2 separate regions of the Anser cygnoides genome follow, and region 2 is linked to region 1. Evidence: chromatin contacts called from public Hi-C data. All regions are on one chromosome and are shown on one strand. Each heading gives the region's core, a stretch centred on a gene start, on an enhancer-like site or on the middle of the called end of the contact. The rest is flanking DNA. Distances are from core to core; before and after follow the strand shown.

Region 1 (4,482 bases), core at 746-3,245:
AAATGTTCTGACATTAGTTGGAACAAATGTTGTAGCAGTCTGTTTTGAAAATATGCGGAAGAAAGCTGAAAAATACCCACAGAAAACCACCTATAGTTTCCGTGTAATAAAAGTAGAAAGAAAGGAACATGTTCATTGTTAACTGACAGCTATTTTATAGTTGGACCAGGATGCAGGCCTTCTCCCAGCACCAACACTTCTTTCTTTGCTCCTAACATACCCGAGTTGCTTACTATAGCTACGATTACAGAATCACAGAATGTTAGGGATTGGAAGGGACCTTGAAAGATCCCCTAGTCCAATCCCCCTGCCAGAGCAGGAACGCCTAAATCACGTCACGCAGGAACGCGTCCAGGAGGGTTTTGAATGTCTTCAGAGAAGGAGACTTCACAGTCCCCCTGGGCAGGCTGTTCTAGTGCTCTGTCACTGTCACCATAAAAAAGTTTTGTCTCGTATTTAAGTGGAACCTCCTGCGTTCCAGCTTGCACCCATTGCCCCTTGCACTATCATTGGATGTCACAGAGAAGAGCCTGGCTCCATGCTCCTGACACTTGCCCTTTACATATTTATAAGCATTAGTAAGGTCACCCCTCAGTCTCCTCTTCTCCAAGCTAATGAGACCCAGCTCCCTCAGCCTTTCCTCGTAAAGGAGATGCTCCGCTCCCTTCATCACCCTCATGATGAAGACTGGAAAACGACAGGTCCGATGTTGTTGCTCCCAATTTTCCATAAGCAGAATGAGAACCGTTATCAGCGTGCATAGAGTGATGGCGGGCACACTGCGTGGCCTGGGCAGGGCTGAGCATGGGGCAGCATGCCTGGCTGGATGGCACTCACCTCCTTGCGAACCCAGCCCTTCTGTCCAAGCGTACAAGGTTCTTCCGCCTTTGGTTCCCTGTTGATCTCCTCCTGACCCAGAAAGCAGAGAAACGTGAAGGTTGTGCAAAGCGGATTAATTTCAGTGATATTTGAAACGGACTTAAAAATGACAACTAAATGAACTGCTTGTTTTCCAACGGAGCACTGAGATGCTAGTTACCATTATCATTCTTCCACACTAAACATAGGCTGGTGAGCTCAGCAGGAGCGGCTCCATCCCGCAGCTGATCCCGACAACTGCTCCCAGCAGCAGCTGCAGGGGAAGGGGAAGCGTCTAATACTCAGCCACACGCCCAGAAAATCACCCGGCAGCTATATCGGGGTGCTGATTATTCGAAAACTGCGCCCCAGCCTCTCTTGCCGTCAGGGTTTAACAGCTGGCTTCTAACATTTATTTTATAATTAGAGCCCAGCGAGCTGCCGCGCCTCGGGGGTTACGCTTCAGGACTCGGAGGGGACGCGTTTAGCCCCGGGGCTCGGTCCCGGATGAACTTTTACCGTTTTCTTCCCAGTTTCGCCCCCAAAAGAAGCCTCCGCGCCTCCCCACGCGTTCAGCTGAGAGAAAACCCGCCCGGAGCCCGCCGGGGCCGTGCTCCCGGTGTCCGTACGTACCCTGCAGCGCCGGGCCGGGCACCGCCACCCCCCCTCCCCCGGCCCCCGGTCCCCTCAGCGGGCGCGGAGGCTCCGGGAGCGGCGCCCAGGCCGCGTCTCCATGGCAACAACGCCTCGCCCGCTTCAAACGGTGGCGCGCGCGGCTCGCTAGGGAGGAACCAATCAGACGGAGGGAGGCGGGGTTAAGGGAATAAGAGAAGGGGGGGAGAAGGCGCTGCGATTGGTTGAGGGGGCTGTCAGCCGCGCGTTGGTCCCGCCTCCTCTTTTCCCGATCCGGGAGCGAAGGTGAGGGCAGGGAGTGGGGCGTGCGCCGCGCTCAGGGGTCCGGGGGGAACCGCGGGGGGCTGCGGGGGGGTTCCGGGGGCGGCGGGGTCCCCAGCCCCAGCCCCAGCCCGGGGGCCCCGTGGGCGGAGCCCCGGCGTTATCTGTGCACGGAGCCCGAGGGCTTCTGCAGCGAAAATCAGAGCGTTAAATGTCCGGCTTTCCTGGTTCTTCATCATATTCTGTCCCTGCGGTGTGCTGTGTAATGTATCAGCTGTAAAGAAACAGCACACAAGTCACATTCCGTGCCTCTTAATGCATGCATACATATATATATATTTAAGGGTTTTTATGTAGGCTCCTCCTTCCCAATTTGAAAAGGAAAGGGCTCCATTGTCGCACCTCACGGGTTGTTATTAAGACAGGGTTTAATTGCACGGTAGCTGCGAAGGGATGGACTTTTATCCCGACCTGCCCGAGCCCCACGTCATTTCTGCTTGCCCCCTGCAGGGAGCGGGGACATGGCGGTCAGAGCCTGTGGCTTGATCATCTACAGGAGGCTGCAGCCAGCGGCGTCCTCCAAGCCCGCTGACGGCATCGAATACCTCCTCCTGCAGACGTCTTACGGGACCCACCACTGGACGCCACCCAAAGGTGATGTTTGTTCCGATATCCCACGGCTGTGCCGCTCGCGTCAGGAGCAGGGGAGATTGCAGCCTGAGGTCTGCTGGGCGCTGCTGAGGTCAGCTCTGGGGGTGGTTATCAGCTGGCAGTAGCAGCTGATAGTGCCTTTTGGGCAGCTGGAAGGGGAGCTGTGTGGCAGAGCTGGTATCGGGTAGTACGCTGTCCCAGCCCCGGTACCGGGAGCAGCACAACGGGGATATTTCAGGTTCGTTGTAGATCTCCCTAAATGCTTTTTCTTATCCTCTGCGATTTCTTTCCGCTAATTTGTATTTCTGATTTTACAAAGTAGTGTTCTTAAAGCATAGCACATGAGCAGTTTGTAAACAGGAGTTTGTAAATTGGAAAAAAAAAAAAAAAAAGCTAGTAACAAAATCAGCTGTGCTCTCCTATCAATGGAAAGAACAGAACTTTCCAAACCTCTCCCTCCCTCCACTTCACCAAAAGCCTAGTGGAGAAGAGTTTGCAGCCTTTGGAAAGCAAAAAACCATGAGCTGGGACATGACTGTTGTGAGAGGAGAGATCCATGCGGAAAGGTTCACTGGAAACACAGTAATTCAGGACAAGCCAGCACAATAGCAAGTGAAATGACTCAGGTATGTGTCTCACACACTCAGATCATATCGTTGAAGGTTTTGTAGATCAGAAACCACAATCTGATGGCAGCCTTTACTAGTAGCTTGGTACAGATCTGAGGACAATAAATGGAGGTGCTATTACATTATATATTCTCTGCAATTTGAGTGGTCTTCAAAGGCAGCCCCAGGCTATGTGGTGCAATAATATAACTTGTATGCGGTGCAGACCTAGATTTAATGTGGGAGGAGCCAGAATGAGAACTTATAATCACCTCTCCAGGAGCACAGAGGAGGCAAGCCCACGCAGAGCTACAGCTATACTTTGATATTTTTAAAGTTCCCTCAGCACCTCCAGCCTTTATGGGATTAAACTGTATTGCTTGGGTCCCCCCTACACAAACTTCATCAGCCTGATCCCTGCTCCTAGAACTGTGACTGCGCAAGTCGAGTCTGATGGGCAGGGGATGCAGGGCTTGTTTACTGGTGCAAATGGCTTTGAGGAGCTGGAACGTGGTGCCAGTGGTCCTTTTTGTTCCTGGTGGGTAGAGTGTATTGCACAAAGTGGAAACTTACTGAGCTTAGACTCGAGGTTAGCAACAGTCAGTGGGGTGAGGTGATTGCCTCTCCCTGTGCCGGTAGGCAGGAGGTAGCATTTGTGTCCTGTGGGTTGAAACTGAACCCTGGTCTCCAGCTTTTTTGCTACCTCAGCTCATTGCATGTTTGGTAACTGGATCATGATTATCATAAAAGGAACTGGTTACTGGCTGTTGGTGGATGTTCTGTGGGCATTTACTGTGGATGCTATAAAAGGAATCCAGCTGTTCGAGGCCGGGTGGATTCTGTTGCTCAAAGTCCCAGCTTTGTATATGTACAAGATGAAAATAAGTTTATCCTCAAAAAGGAGATAGCTTGACTTGCAGTGCTGAGAAAATATTTCTACTTAAAGCCTCAGCGTATTTGATCTCAAATATCTAAGACATCAGATGCTGTTTTCTGCACAGTTTCTTTTTGAAATAGAAGTGTATTTTGCATTTGAGATGATGTCGCGTTGTAAGAGGGTGGTTAAGCTTCTGATACACAAAGAAGTGAGTGAGACCTGTGGGCAGAGCAACATGAGCTCCCCATGTATCCCACTTGGAGTACTAAAGGGTTACTTTGGGTACCTGGGACCTGAGAGAATACTCATTTCTGTGATGAAATTGTGGCTATTTGCAGACACCTAAGTAGAAAACAGAGCGACACCAGTGGCAAAATAAAGCTTAAACACCACTCCCCGCCCCTTTTTTTGAAGCCTCCCAACTCCTGTTAAGTAGCTTTTTTGAGATCTTGCTTGGCTTGTTCTATTTATGGTCTTGTCTGGATCTTTCATGAGAAAACCAAATCTGACATTTCTCAACAAAAGTACAAACAGCTGGGGAAATGTTATATTTATCCTTTGTTTGTAATGGCACCTCTCATTCTAAGCAACATG
Region 2 (4,482 bases), core at 1,206-3,705, 150 kb after region 1:
AAACTGATCAATAATGCCGGTATCAGTGGCAGGTTTGGATACTTATGGGATTAGAAACACTGTGTTCTGAGAATGGCTTTCCTTAGGCATTTGCCAGCTGTACCTATCTCTTAAATTTGAAGAGTTCTGGCTGTCACGTCACACCTGGAAAACAAGCTTCTACCTCAGCCCTTTGGATGGGGAAAACACTGCTAGACTCCTTCAGCCTTCAACATTGCACAGACCACTGGCCCTGGAAGGTGGAATTCGAAGCTTTTCCACTGAGGATAGGAAAAAAAAAAACAGTCCTGAGACACACGGGTTGTTTTGTACTTAAAAACATGGGATGGGGTAGGAAGGAAGGAGAGGAAGAGGAATGGGACAAGCAGTAGCTGCCGTAGAACAATGCAGCAGCATGGGGCAGAATTTGGCCACCCAAGCAAACCACTACAAACCCCAGCCAGCTTCTGAAGTGCAGGGAGCCTTGCGAGCACCAGTGCCTGCGTGCCAGGTGCTGACCAGGAGCTACAAGCAGGTGGTGCCACTGGAAATGCTGTACCAGACTTGCTCTGTCCCATTCCCGAGATTGATGCCAGCCTTCCCAGGCACGTGGAAGCATCCCTCACCATCCACTCACTGCAGCAGTCCCTCGCATGCACGCATTTTCACTATGAACACTATTAGTTAAAAACCAACAGAAACCCTGAAGCCTAGGGAAAAAAAAACTCCTTTAGCTGTGTTCAGAGAATTTTTTTTTTTAAATGTGTGAAATTCCTTTGTGAATTTTTCGTAATTTTGGCAGCCGAAGAGGAGAAGGAAACCTTCTTAAGCTTACTACCATTGCTGCATGATACACCATCCCACCCTGAGACAGCTGGGCTGGACCAAGTCACCTCCTCAGGTTCTGCCCACTCTGTCTACACAAACGTGCTCGCAAATACCATTTCCATCCCTCTGCTATTATGGGATTTTATTGGGCATAAGAAACCCCAACTGCTTTGGGAAGTATTTAAGAGTTTTGGCTTTTTGGTCTGCCAACTGCTCTTCCAAACTCGCTCATCTCACTAGTATGCCCGCTGCCTTCACCATAACGTGGGCCAGCCTCACCGTGCTCAACAAAACCTCACAGTAAGCACGCAACAAGTCCCCAGCAGCTTGCAGGGACAGTTCTCTTCCCACCACAAAGGTTACAAACTGAAGAACCAAACCATAAAAAAAATCAGCCTGAAGCTATTTCCATAATTTGTCACCAAAGCCTTTTCTTGTCGCCGTGAGGTAACCAGTCTGGAGACCAACACAGAGGAGCCTTTCCGTTCACAAGCCGATTATTGCGTCCTCAGTTTTTATTTAGCTGATGAACGCTGGTTGCCACAAGAAACCGAGGCGCGGACACCGACTCCAGACAGCCGACAGCTCGACACACCGGGAGCCTCGGGAGCACCTTCAGGGCTAACACGAACCCGCTGCTACCAGCCCCGCTCCCGCTGCCGGGGGATCTGCGGGGGCATTTCGGCCCAGTCCCTCGCACCTCCCCGCGGGCTTCACCCCGCACGGTCGGGTACTGGGGTGGGATCTGCTCCCTCCGGGTGCCAACGGGAGCTGGCGCGTTGCAGCCACCCGCCCCGACGGTGATGCCAACAGGTCGTGGGCTTTGAGGGGGCCGTGAGGAGATGCAGAAGGAGGGGAGGAAGATGGGGAAGGAGGAGAGGAAGGCAGGGAAGGAGGAGAGGAAGGAGGAGGACGTTCGCCAGGCAGGATGCAGGGCCGGACACACACACACATCCCGGGGCTCGCACGCGGCTGGTGCACGGCACCGGGAGCAAGCCCTCGGCGCCAGAGCCAGGCAGCCACACGCCCGTAGGCGGCCGTGGGCTACCGGGCGGCCGGCTGGCAGTCCCCGGGGCTGGCCGCGCCTCCTCCCTTCCCTCCCGCTGCCTCTCGGCGAGCATCAACCGGGGTGGAGGGGCACATTTCGGGGCGGCCACCGCCCCCCCCACCCTCCGCCATGACACAGCAGGGGACGGCCGTTATGTAACGGCCCCGGGGCCGGCCCGTTTTCCCCTCCCTCATCCCAACCCCAATCCCGTTACCCCCGCATGGGGGGGGGGGGGGGGGGGCATGCAGCGGCCAAGCGGCGGCTCCCGTCCCGCCGCTCACCAGCGGCTGCATCTCAGCGCGCACGGCGGGCACCTGGAACCGGTCTATCTCCTCCATCATGGTGGCGGCAGGGCAGGGCAGGGCAGGAAGGAGGGCGGGAGGACGCGGCGGGATGGCGGCGGGGGGCTCCCGGCTCCTGGCTCACGCGCCCGCCGCCGCCCGCCGCAGCCTCATCGCCGCCGCCGTGACTCAGCCGCGCCGCTTCCGGGTCCGCCGCCGCCGCCCCGCCCCGCTCATTTGCATATTCATGAGGGCGAGGGGTGTGTGCGTGCAGGGGGCGGGGTCAGAGCGCGGGAATAGATCGCGGGGGAGGGGGAGGGGGAGGGGGAGGGAATGGCTCGGCGGCAGCGCTTCCGGCGCGTTGCCATGGCTGCCGAGTCAACTTCCGGCGGGGGGGAGGCCGTGGCGGAGGGGCGCCATGCCGGCTAAGGCGGGCGACGGGCGGCGGCAGGTAAGGGCGCGGCAGGGCGGCGCCGCCTCGACGTCACCCACTCCCGACCGGTGACGTCACTCCCGACCGGTGACGTCACCCCGAACCGTGACGTCATCCCCGAGGTGTGACGTCACTCGGAGACGTGACGTGGGGGCCCCCCCCGTCCCCAAGCAGCAGCGCCCGCCCCGCGCCCCGTCACCGTCACCTCACGGAGTCGCAGCGCGGCTGGGGTGGGCAGGGACCCCTGAAGATCACCCAGTCCGACCCCAGTGCCGCCGAGCAGGGTCACCCAGAGCACGCTTTGTTTAGAGTATCTCCAGAGGAGGAGACTCCACAGCCTCTCTGGGCAGCCTGTCCCAGCGGTTTGATCTTTGCGGGGGGAGGCGGGGGTCAGCATAGCTGGTCCGGAAGCTCCCCAACGCAACAACATCCAGAGCGCGTGCCAGAAATGCCGTAACTGACCGGGGGAAGCTGAAGGTAACAAAGAAGGACAGGCTCAGAGCCCGTGAGGTGGTGGACCTCCAACTGAGGGCTAGCGCCTCAAACCCAGGCGTACCGACATGGTTCTGCACAGGGCTGGTGTCTTTGGAGCCGTCTGGTTGTTCCTGCACGTGTGGTAAGAGGGCTTCGGGCTTCAGAGCAGAAAAGAGAAAGAGAGGGGATCTCTGTGACATGCGTAATGCTTCCGCTGAAAAGTGCTTGCAACTGTCAAGTTACAAAGGCTTTATGAGGTCTGCAAAGGGCAGAAATGGAGAACCAAAGACCCCATTCCGTCCTAGATAATAAAGAGGTTTATGCTAAAATCGTAAAATGCGTTAATAATGATGGTATAAACTAAACTTGGCATTAAATGCTTGCTCTGAATCCCAATTTCTTTTACTTTCAGAATTTCCACATAAACATTTTTAGTCACTTTCATTAACCATTATCTCAAATGTTCTGAAATGGATAGGCTTTGGTTCACATGTTAGTTGAAAAACTTAATTAATGTGTTGTAAAGGCATTCTTTTTATTTTAAAGTTCTTGAAACATCACAAACGGTTTAAACTCTTTGGATTTTTGGCTTTTCGCATAACTTTAACTACAATTACTTAAAATAATTTTAACTTGTCCTGTGCTGCCTTCCCTATATTTGTCTGTGCTTGTTAAATCTGACTGCTGTTTCGTGTACTTTCATCGACTAGAATATTCTTGCAGTGGAGGAATTGTGTGAATCACTAGCTGGCTCTGGAGGCCAGAGGCTGTTGTCTCATCTTCACAGATCTAAAGTACAGCCCACGTCACCGGGGCTTGGAGAGTCACAGGAGTAAATGGCTGCACCTTTGCACGACGCACTGCGCCATCGGGGCCCGATGATTGGTATTTACTGAGGCCTGATGGCTACTGTAAAATTAATTGGTGAGTCAAGGTCTAGATCCCAATTCTTGTCAAGAAAGTCTCTTTTGAAAACAAATGAGTAAGGCCCTGCACTTGTGTCTCAGACACGTTCTTCCTCTCTGCCAGTGTTCATAAAGAGGCAGGAAACAAGCTTGCTGCTTGCCTGTGAGGCTGCTTTTTCTACTGAGCATCATTTCCATCGGCTTTCCGTCCTTGTCCCTTTCGCTGCAAGTTCTCCTGTAGCACTATGCTCTTTTCACCTGTCCCCATGCTTTTCATTCCTGTATATCCCTTGTATTGCTTTGTTCTGCTCTGCCTCGTAGGTTTTTCATTGCTGACTGCTTTCCCTTTGAAAATTTTCTTCCTGAGATTGTGCTCAAAGCTGAGACAGTTACCTGAATGGTTTCAGGTTCTTCCCTGTTGCCATGTGTCACTTCCAGTCCCTCCTTCGCTTTCATGGCTGTGGGCTCTTTGAGTGCTTTGTAATCAATTCTTTTTCTTTTTTTCCCCTACAGGTGGCGGTTGCCTGCCCTTCT

The links. Hi-C and Micro-C count contacts between places; a contact is called where the count stands out from the background.
Region 2: a contact with region 1 is called in a Hi-C map of liver, with 5 times the contacts expected there. The contact joins the promoter of DNAI1 here to the promoter of NUDT2 in region 1. A contact is called at or near these places in 2 of 7 Hi-C or Micro-C datasets (both in liver).

What each region holds. Positions count from the first base shown.
Region 1 is chrZ:62,504,392-62,508,873 of Taihu_goose_T2T_genome, forward strand. NUDT2 (nudix hydrolase 2) reads left to right here and starts at 1,996. Exons shown (of 3, transcript XM_048048535.2): 1 at 1,996-2,014; 2 at 2,263-2,406. The coding sequence starts at 2,274. It overlaps KIF24 (kinesin family member 24), which reads right to left and starts at 1,639. Exons shown (of 16, transcript XM_066988885.1): 1 at 1,492-1,639; 2 at 838-909.
Region 2 is chrZ:62,656,840-62,661,321 of Taihu_goose_T2T_genome, forward strand. DNAI1 (dynein axonemal intermediate chain 1) reads left to right here and starts at 2,456. Exons shown (of 19, transcript XM_048048553.2): 1 at 2,456-2,587. The coding sequence starts at 2,555. It overlaps FAM219A (family with sequence similarity 219 member A), which reads right to left and starts at 2,364. Exons shown (of 6, transcript XM_048048559.2): 1 at 2,137-2,364. The coding sequence starts at 2,196. It overlaps LOC125180137 (a long non-coding RNA gene), which reads left to right and starts at 2,594. Exons shown (of 3, transcript XR_007158427.2): 1 at 2,594-3,185; 2 at 3,754-3,967; 3 at 4,462-4,482.